2 separate regions of the Sus scrofa genome follow, and region 1 is linked to region 2. A link is a contact called in public HiChIP or PLAC-seq data. All regions are on one chromosome and are shown on one strand. Each heading gives the region's core, a stretch centred on a gene start, on an enhancer-like site or on the middle of the called end of the contact. The rest is flanking DNA. Distances are from core to core; before and after follow the strand shown. Region 1 overlaps ASAP1 (arf-GAP with SH3 domain, ANK repeat and PH domain-containing protein 1). Region 2 overlaps ASAP1 (arf-GAP with SH3 domain, ANK repeat and PH domain-containing protein 1).

What was found. HiChIP or PLAC-seq counts read pairs in DNA pulled down with a chosen protein or histone mark.
Region 1: a contact with region 2 is called in an H3K27ac HiChIP or PLAC-seq map of alveolar macrophages. The contact joins two enhancer-like sites. A contact is called at or near these places in 1 of 5 promoter capture datasets (fetal liver), 1 of 47 Hi-C or Micro-C datasets (brain) and 1 of 2 datasets of contacts at active chromatin or transcription factors (alveolar macrophages).

What each region holds. Positions count from the first base shown.
Region 1 is chr4:10,248,238-10,252,787 of Sscrofa11.1, forward strand. All of the region lies in intron 3 of ASAP1 (arf-GAP with SH3 domain, ANK repeat and PH domain-containing protein 1), which reads left to right. Among named protein-coding and RNA genes, the nearest start is that of ASAP1, 150 kb to the left of the region's middle. Within about 2 kb of position 2,599, at least 8 of the 83 cell types and tissues checked have an H3K27ac peak or open chromatin away from gene starts, as enhancers often do. A contact at or near this core is called in alveolar macrophages, where this site is marked.
Region 2 is chr4:10,115,797-10,120,527 of Sscrofa11.1, forward strand. The region is part of intron 1 of ASAP1 (arf-GAP with SH3 domain, ANK repeat and PH domain-containing protein 1); the gene reads left to right. Among named protein-coding and RNA genes, the nearest start is that of ASAP1, 14 kb to the left of the region's middle. Within about 2 kb of position 1,360, at least 10 of the 83 cell types and tissues checked have an H3K27ac peak or open chromatin away from gene starts, as enhancers often do. A contact at or near this core is called in alveolar macrophages, where this site is marked.

The sequences.
Region 1 (4,550 bases), core at 1,349-3,848, 130 kb after region 2:
GAACTTCAGCTCTGCGCTAGGAAATTGCTGCAATAGTCCATCTCTTAGTACTTTCTCTTTAAATCCTACATTGTGCATTTTCCCCCACTCTTGAAGGGTAACCAGTGGTCTGCCTTTCTATCTTGTCACAATTTACGAGGGGTGCCAGCAGCGTCTGTGGAAATAGTGCGCGTAACCAGACCATACATCATTGTTCCAGCAGTGCCCTGTCTGGACATGCCTCTTTTAAAAAGAAGGAGGAGGAGTTCCCGTCGTGGCTCAGTGGTTAAGGAACCCGACTAGGAACCATGAGGTTGCGGGTTCGATCCCTGGCCCTGCTCAGCGGGTTAAGGATCCGGTGTTGCTGTGAGCTGTGGTGTAGCTTGCAGAAGTGGCTTGGATCCTGCTTTGCTGTGGCTGTGGTGTAGACTTGCAGCAACAGCTTTGATTGGACCCCTAGCCTGGGAACCTCCATATGCCGCGGAAGTGGCCCTAGAAAAGGCAGAAAGACAAAAAATAAAAAAGTAAAAAGAAGGAGGGGAGGCTGTCATGCCGGATAGTGCTGGCACACAGCCGGGGGGGGGGGGGGTGCAGGGGACAGGACTTGTTAGTCGTGTCCAGTTACTAGCATTGCTGAGTTTATTGTGACCTGCTTTTACGTCATCAGTCCCCCAAGTGTATGTGCAGCACTAAACCATCGTTCCCACTGCCAGCACTTCCAGACCCTGGCAATAGAGCGAACAGTTTTCCAGTGTCCCTGGGCTCCAGGGAGGGTAGCATGGGCACAGCTGCATACAGCACAGTGCACAGCTTGCCCTTGCACGGTTCACAGCCCCTGTTGTTGCCCTTGCATCCGTTCATGTCTCACCCAGCCTCTGGGCAGACATGCAGACACACACACATCCCCTCTTAGGCACCTGGCCCACCCCCCTTTGCAGCCTCTCCTTTTCATTTAGCTTGTCTTTCCCTACCTTCCACAGCCCACTCTTAGAAGACTGCATTTCATCAACAAAGTTTTGGGTTTTTTTTTTTTTTTTTTTTTTTTTGTCTTTTGTCCTTTTTTAGGGCTGCACCTGCGGCATATGGAGGTTCCCAGGCTAGGGGTCGAATCGGAGCTATTGCTGCTGGCCTACGCCACAGCCACAGCCACACCAGATCCGAGCTGCACAGCTCATGGCAACGCTGGATCCATAACCCACTGAGCGTGGCCAGGGATCGAACCTGCATTCTCATGGTTCCTAGTCAGATTCGTTTCCTCTGTGCCACGACAGGAACTCCCAAAGACTTTTATTTGTTTATAAAAATTCATACTGTGTGCCAGGCACTCTGCTAGGTGCTGGAATACAGCTGGCTACAAGACAGATGTAGTTTCTGCCTCCTTAACGCCTATAGTCTGGGAGTTCCCGCTGTGGTGCAGTGGGATCAGCAGTCTCTGCAGCACTAGAATACAGGTTCCATCCCCACCTGGCACAGTGAGTTAAGATCTGATCCCTGGCCCTGGGAACTTCCAAGTGCCTCCGGGTGGCCAAAAACAAACAAAAAACACTTATAGTCTGGTGGGGAGGGATGGACCAAAAAACAGGAATTTACAGTGAATCCGCTGTAAGTGCTGTGATGAGGAAGGGGCAGGGCTTCCTGGAGTCCAGGGCAGGACCCACCCAGTCCACAGAGGGGTCACAGGAGAATTTCCAGAGGAAGTGACGCCTCTGCGGGGACCTGGAGATCAGAAGTGGGGGGAACCCACCTCTTTTGAGAAACTGGTTGTTACATCAGGAGCTTGTTGGGCAGAGAGGATGGTGATGGTGCTGGGGAGACAGCAGGGCTTTGTCCTGAGAGCAACAGAAAGGCTTTAGGGGAGACTGGCACACCCCGATTTGCCTTCTAGAGGGACCGCTTTGCAGGGTGTGGGGTGGATTGGAGAGGGCAAGCATAAATGAAGGGGGACGAGGTTTTGTAGACTGTTAGAGCTGACCCAGCCCGAGCTTTTGGTGGCCTAGCTAGGAAGGGAAATGGGATGGAGAAGGCTGGAGAGAGTGACTCAAGCAATGTTTAAGCCATGACTTCTCTCTGGACACAGAAATGATGCCTGACCCCCAGAAAGAAGGGCCTGTCCTGCTTGCCTGTTGTCTTGGATTTTCATCTATCTTCCGCATCTTGTTGAAAGATGCACAGTAGCTTCCTGTTGGTCAGGGCATCTTCATGGATGTAGCCACTTTCACAGATTTCTTGTCCTTCTCTTGGTTTCTTGATCGTTGGTCTAAAGCATCGGGCTGTTTGTGCAGTAGCCATTTTCATCAGCTAGCTCGTTGTCATTCATTTAGAGTCCTGGAGTCTAAGAATGTTAGAGCAGAATGAATACTTAAGTATACACACACACAGCACCCCCAGTTTAGCCGTGAATGTGTGATGCCCAGAGAGGAGAAATGACTTGCTCAAACTTCCAGAGAATTTGGAACGGAACCCAGATGTCTCAGCTGCCAGTCAGGTGGTTCTTGGGGCTGAAGAACTGCCCCTCTGGCTGATTTAACTGCAGACGTGTGTCACTTTGCCACTGTCCCCTCTCCCACTCTCTCTCAGCTGAGTGGGCTGGTCTGTAAGTGTGTGAGTAGATCAAGGCTGGTCTTGGGTGTGACCTTTTAAGGCTGTGGGCCTTTCCGCAAAGAACAGGATGACACTCATCCTCTCACCCTGCCGTTCATTTTCGCCCTGATTTCTTCATTTCTGACAGCAGCGGACTCAGATCCTGGCTTCCCCTTTCTGGAGCCACTTGATGGGTGGTAGGGAGCAGTAGGCCTCTGGGCTTCTTTAGGGCTTTATTGTGCTGAGAGGTGATCCTGCTGCATTTCTGAATTACAGCCGGGTTTAGAAGTCAGGCTGGTTGGAATCCCAGCTCTGCCACTTGCTCCCTGGGCAGGTTTCTCCTCCATGAAATAGGGAGTCATACTTAACACATTAAATGCAGATTTTAAAAGATAGTAAGTTTTTTTTTTCCTAAAAAAATTTTTTTTGTAGTTGATTTACAGTGTTCTGTCACTTTCTGCCCTATAGCAAAGCGACCCAGCCATACGTACATGTACGTTCACTTTCTCACATTATCTTCCGTCACATTCCATTCCAGGTGATTGGATATAGTTCGCAGTGCTATGCAGCAGGATCCCATTGCTTATCCAGTCTAAGTGCAATAGTTTGCATCTACTGACCCCACGCTCCCAGTCCATCCCACTCCCTCCCCCTTCCCCTTGGCAACCACAAGTCTGTTCTCCATGTCCATGAGTTGGTTTTTTTCTGAGGAAAGGTTCATTTGTCCCATATATTAGTTCCCAGATATAAGTGGTATCATGTGGTCTTTCTCTTCCTACTTACTTCACTTAGTATGAGAATCTCAGGTTCCATCCATGTTGCTGCAAATGGCATTTTGTTCTTCTGATGCCTGAGTAGTGTTCCCTCGTGCATCTGTACCACACCTTCTTAATCCATTCATCTGTGGATGGACACTTAGGTTGTTTCCATGTCTTGGCTATTGTGACTAGTGCTGCAATGAATATGGGGGTGCATGTATCTTTTTCAGTGAAGGTTTTGTCTGGATATATGCCCAAGAGTGGGATTGCTGGGTCATATGGTAGTTCTGTATTTGGTTTTCTAAGGTACCTCCATACTGTTTTCCATAGTGGTTGTACCAGTTTACATTCCCACCAATAATGTAGGAGGGTTCCCTTTTCTCCACACCTCTCCAGCAAAGACAGTCGGTATTAAGAAATCCAGTGCAGTGCCTGGCACATAGCTGATGCCCAGTGAGTTGATACTGGGTTACTGCTCTTGTCCCTTTACTGCGTTTTCTCCCATCTCACGTTAACCAGCCCAGCCCGTACCTGTTCACCACAGTTGCCCTTGTATCGATTCCATGCTGAGATTTCAGGAGGGTGGCACTCTTCTCTCCACCCTTCTGGGTGATAGATGTCTTGTCTTCTCACCCTGCCTGAGCCATGTCACTTAACCTTGAGGCTACCAGACTGTGGAAACTAAATATAAGGCCCCTGGGCCGGGAGGGGGCTTCAGCCTTAGTTGCAGGTGCCTGAAGCAGAGGAACAGGTGGAGCATATGTGGGAGCAAGTTTTCACTGCTCTAACTTTTTTTCCTTCTATACTTTTTTTTTTTTTTCTTTTTGCCATTTTCTAGGGCCGCTCTCGCAGCATATGGAGGTTCCCAGGCTAGGGGTCTGTTCAGAGCTGTAGCTGCTGGCCTATGCCAGAGCCACAGTAACGCAGGATCCGAGCCGCGTCTGTGATCTACACCACAGCTCACTGCAACGCCAGATCCTTAACCCACTGAGCAAGGCCAGGGATCAAACCCGCAACCTCATGGTTCCTAGTTGGATTTGTTAACCACTGAGCCACGATGGGAACTCCTCCTTCTGTGCTTTTTGTATAGTCACCTTTGTGCACTGAAGAGACACATGAATGATTACAAAGAAAGGGTAAAAAAAAAAAAAAGAAGAAGAAGAAATGAGCTCAGTAGTACCGAGCCTGGACCCCTAGATGCAGGATCTCAGAATGGCAGAAGGTTGGTAGTCG
Region 2 (4,731 bases), core at 110-2,609:
AGCCGGCGGCCGTGTTTATAGACCTTCCCGTAATAGCCCTTAGCAAGTTTCCTCTCCTAGGACAGTTACTTCCTCAGACCCAAAATAGAACCGGGTGGAGATGTGAGATGTTTGCAGAGTGCACTCTGTTTAACTGTGTACTGGGGAGATGCGCGGGTGAGCAGGTGTCGCAGACGCTGTGGTCTGCTGATCCAACACCGCTTCCCCTTCTCCTTTGCTGACGGGAACGCTGATCTTCACAAGCCCACTTGCCAGGGGCCTTAAGGGAGGTCAGTGCCAGCCCCAGGGGTGAACCACTGTGGTCTCATTGCCCTTGGCAGTGATGGGTTTAGCGTGGGCATGTGACACAACTGGGCTGTAAAATATGAAGGGAAATTTTCTGGGGGATGGGGAAAGATTTTTCTCCATTTTATTTGATTTTTAAAGTTTAAAATTTTTTGGTTCCGGGCACAGGGATCGAACCCCTGCTGCAGGGATAACCAGAGCCGCAGCAGTGACAATGCCAGATCCTTCACCTGCTGAGCCATGAGAGAATTCCAAGCTTTTCCCCCATTTTGCAAGGAAGCGTTTAGAGTGAAACAGCCCCTCTCCTGCTGTGGGACATAGTAGGGCTGCATGTGATACCTGGAGTCATGGCAGCCACGTTGGGATCATGAGGGGACCTTCCTTGGGGAGAAGATGTTGAGTGTGTCTCAACAGAAAGATGGAAGAAACAGGACACTGAACACCTTACCTTTTGACTATTTTGAGTTGACCTTTCTACCCCCCAAATCTTGACTAATACGCAGGGGTCTGGTCACCTGACACGACATCTAGATGATTCTGGGTCCACCCTTCTCCAATCACCCTACACCTAACCTACCACCCTGTTTGACATCCTCACTAACTTGTAACATTTGTACCTTTGCAGTCTTGTTATTGTTTCTGAATTGCCCTTTCCCTACCTTCTTTATCTCTACCTACCAAAAATCCAGCTTCTTTAAAGAATGGCTTACATGCACCTTCTCTGTGAAGCCTTTCCAGATCCTTCTGGTTGTAGTTCATTATTTTATTCTCTGAGTACCCTCAACATTTGTTCTCCTTTCTCACCCTCCCTCCCCACCGCCCCTCACTCTGTTTGTTTGTTTGGTGTTTTTTTGCCTTTTTAGAGCCACACCCTTGGCATATGGAGGTTTCCAGGCTAGGGGGCGCATTGGAGCTGTAACCACTGGCCTACGCCACAGCCACAGCAACACAGGATCCGAGCCGTGTCTGCAGCCTACGCCACAGCTCACAGCAACGCTGGATCCTCCACCCACTGAGCAAGGCCAGGGTTCAAACCTGCTTCCTCATGGATATTAGTCATATTCGTTTCCACTGAGCCCGGACGGGAACTCCTCTCTCACTCGTTATTAAGTGGCTTCTGTGTGCCAGTTGTGCTGCTGTACAGTGGCGTCATCCTTCATGAATGAGGACGGACGTACACATCAAGTTGTGAGCCAGTATGCTTTGTCTGGTCCTAGGGGAACATGAGGTATCACCGGGTGCTTAGGAAGAGGTTCCTGACCCCACCCCTGCAGGGAGGGTCAGAGACCTGCTGCAGGGTGTATGTAGTCTTCGAGATGAATTTTAAATAAGGAATAGGCGTTAGCCGGGGTGAGAAGGAAATTCCAGGTGTAGGGAACCACCTCGGCCAGGACGGGGATGGTGCAGATGGCACAGTTTGTGACCGCCTGACTCAGCGTCAGTGAACCTGATGTTTGAAGTGGGATGCACCGAGGCTGGAGGTGAAGGCAGGAGCCACATCCTGAAGCTTGGACTTCATCTTGAGGCCGTTGAGGAGCCATTGAAAGCTTAAGGCAGGGCACTGCCATGGCCCTGGCCCTTTGGCAAGATGAATCTGGGTACCTTGAACTGAATGGACCAGGTGGGTGAGGACCTGGACTGGAAGCAGGGTGGCCATTCAGGATGCTCTTGTCTGGGAGTGAGTGGTCCAGGAGATGGAGGGGAAAGGGATACAGGCAGTAGCACCAGCCCTCTGAGCGAGGCCAGGGCTGGAACCCAAGTCCTCATGGATACTAGTCAGATTCGTTTCCACTGTGCCACAGTGGGAACTCCCATTCCTTTTCTTATGTTAGCTTCCGTCATATTCTATCCCAAGAGACTGAATATAGTTTGCTGTGCTGTACAGCAGGACCTCATTGCTTATCCACTCTAAATGTAGTAGTTTGCATCTACAAACCCCAAAGTCCCCATCCATCCCACTCCCTCCCTCATCCCCCTTGGCAACCACAAGTCTGTTCTCTGTGTCCCCTGCTTCTTAATCTTAGTGAGTCCTCAGTGCCCACCCCAGGGTAGGCCAGATGCTTAATATGTGTTTGATGCGTGAATTATTCCCTCACTCTCTTTTAGCATAGAGTTCAACAGTCTCTTTTTTGATAAATGTTTTGAAACTCTTTCAAGTTGTCCAACAAGGACTGGGGCCCTGGTGCTCCGGGGAGCAGTGGAGGAGGAGGAAACGGAAGTCAGGACTCCAGCCTGGGCTTCCTGACGCCAGGCCTTCGCTCTTCCCATTGGCCAGCCCATACCTTCCTGGGCAGTCAGGAGCCACCTCCTGGGGCAGGATGCCAGGGGTCCAGATAAACCATCCTGAGAAAGGGTGGGGGCTCCCCACAGAGCTTTCATAGACAACAGCATATTCAAGGGTTTGTATAAACAGGGCCACATGAATTAGTCAGTGAAGGATACATGCGTTTTTCTGAAAGAATTTTAATGGATGTAGCGTGTCTGTGGGGTGGGGGGTTCCCATCCTGGAACAGACTGGGGGTTGGTTGGGGTGAGCTGAGGTCAGCAGTGATATTTTAAACCTCACATTTGATGGGAGTAACAGTGCTGATGAGTATTTGCAAATGGGAATCGAGTTGGAGCTGAAACAGAGAGTCTGCTGAGGGGGATCCTATCCTCAGAAACAAAGCTTCTGGGGTATAGAGGATTGGCTAAGAGTTTGGAACCTGGGTTTAGGTTGAGTCCTCACCCAACCCTTTAGTGGCTGACCTTAGAACATGCTGACCTTAGGCGAGTTCTGAGCCTCTCTGAGCCTCAGTTTTGCTACCTGTCAAATGGAGGAGTAAGACTTCTGTCTTACGGGGTTGCGGCGAGAACTCTGTGTGTCATACCACGTGGAGAACAGTGAGGATGTGCCTGGCACGTGGTGACTAGGAGTGGAAACGTGAGGTGTCCTGATGGTGATGATTGTTATTGAGGGGTCATTGAGTCCTCCAGTAACCTGTGTTGAGGTCCTCACTCCAGTATTGCAGAATGTGACCTGATTTAAAAATAAAGTGTCAGGAGTTCCTGTCGTGTGGCTCGGTGGTAACGAACCCAACTAGTATCCATGAGGATTTGGGTTCCATCCCTGGCCTCAGTGTGTTTAAGGATCCAGCATTGCCATGAGCTGTGAGCTGCAGTGTAGGTCAAAGACACGGCTTGGATTCCACGTTGCTGTGGCTGTCGTGCAGGATGGCAGCTGCGGCTCTGATTCGACCCCAAGCCTGGGAACCTCCATATGCTGTGGGTGTGGCCCTAAAAAGAGGAAAAAAATGAGGTCATTAGGGTAGGCTCTGATCCAATATGACTGGGGCCCTTTTAAAAAGGAGGAATTTGGGAGTTCCCTTGTGGCGCAGCAGGTTAAGGATCCTGTGTTGTGATTCCACAAACCGAGGGTGTGGCCAAAAAAGGTGCTGGGGGGCGGGGGGGGGGCGTTGTGCAATTTGGAGACAGAGACAGACGGGCACAGAGAGAGGACAATGTGAAGACTGGGAGAAGGTGGCCGTGTGGCTTGGATGATGTGTCTACAAGCCAAGGTCTAGGAAGAGGCGTCAGAGAGAGCATGGTCCTGCCACACTTCATTTCAGAACTGCGAGAATGTTTCTGTTGTTTTATTTTATTTTTTCTTTTTAGGGCTGCATCTGTAGCATATGTAAGTTCCCAGGCTAGGGGTCCAGTTGGAGCTGCAGCTGCCAGCCTACACCACAGCTGCAGCAACTCGGGATCCAAGCCACGTCTGAGACCTACACCACAGCTTATGGTAATGCCGGATCCTTAACCCACTGATTGAAGCCAGGGATCGAACCTGCGTCCTCATGGATGTTGGATTCCTTTCCACTGAGCCACGATGATGGGCCAGCATCCTCCAGGGCTGGGAGGCCCAGACTGCCTGGGACAATGGAGCCAGAAGTTCTGGTTGGCTGGGATTTGCCTGGATAGACCAGAGAATGGGCAGTGCCAGGAGAGGACATTCTGTATCTGCATTTCCAGTTCACTCATGTTTATTCATTTTGTTATTTCACTTCAAGGCCTTTCACCATTCCCTTTGTATCAATTTTTAAAATTATATTTGTGCAACGGCTTTATTGAGGTATAATACACGTATTACACTAACTCACCCATTTAAAGGGCAGAATTCAGTGGGTTTTAGTGTATGCACAGTTGTGCAACCCTGACTGCAGTCTACTTTAGAACATTTTCATCACTCCCAAAAGAAGCCCATCCATACCCATTAGCAGTTACTCCCCGTTTCCCCAGTCCATATTTATGCCACTTTCTGTCTAGTTTATTTCATACTGGTATTTAAAGAAACAATGCATAATAGCCCAAACTCAACAACACTAAATAAATGCGTGGCTCACAATTACCATAAAATCATAGAATTCTTTTCTTTTTTACTTGGATAGCATTAACCAACCCTCTCAT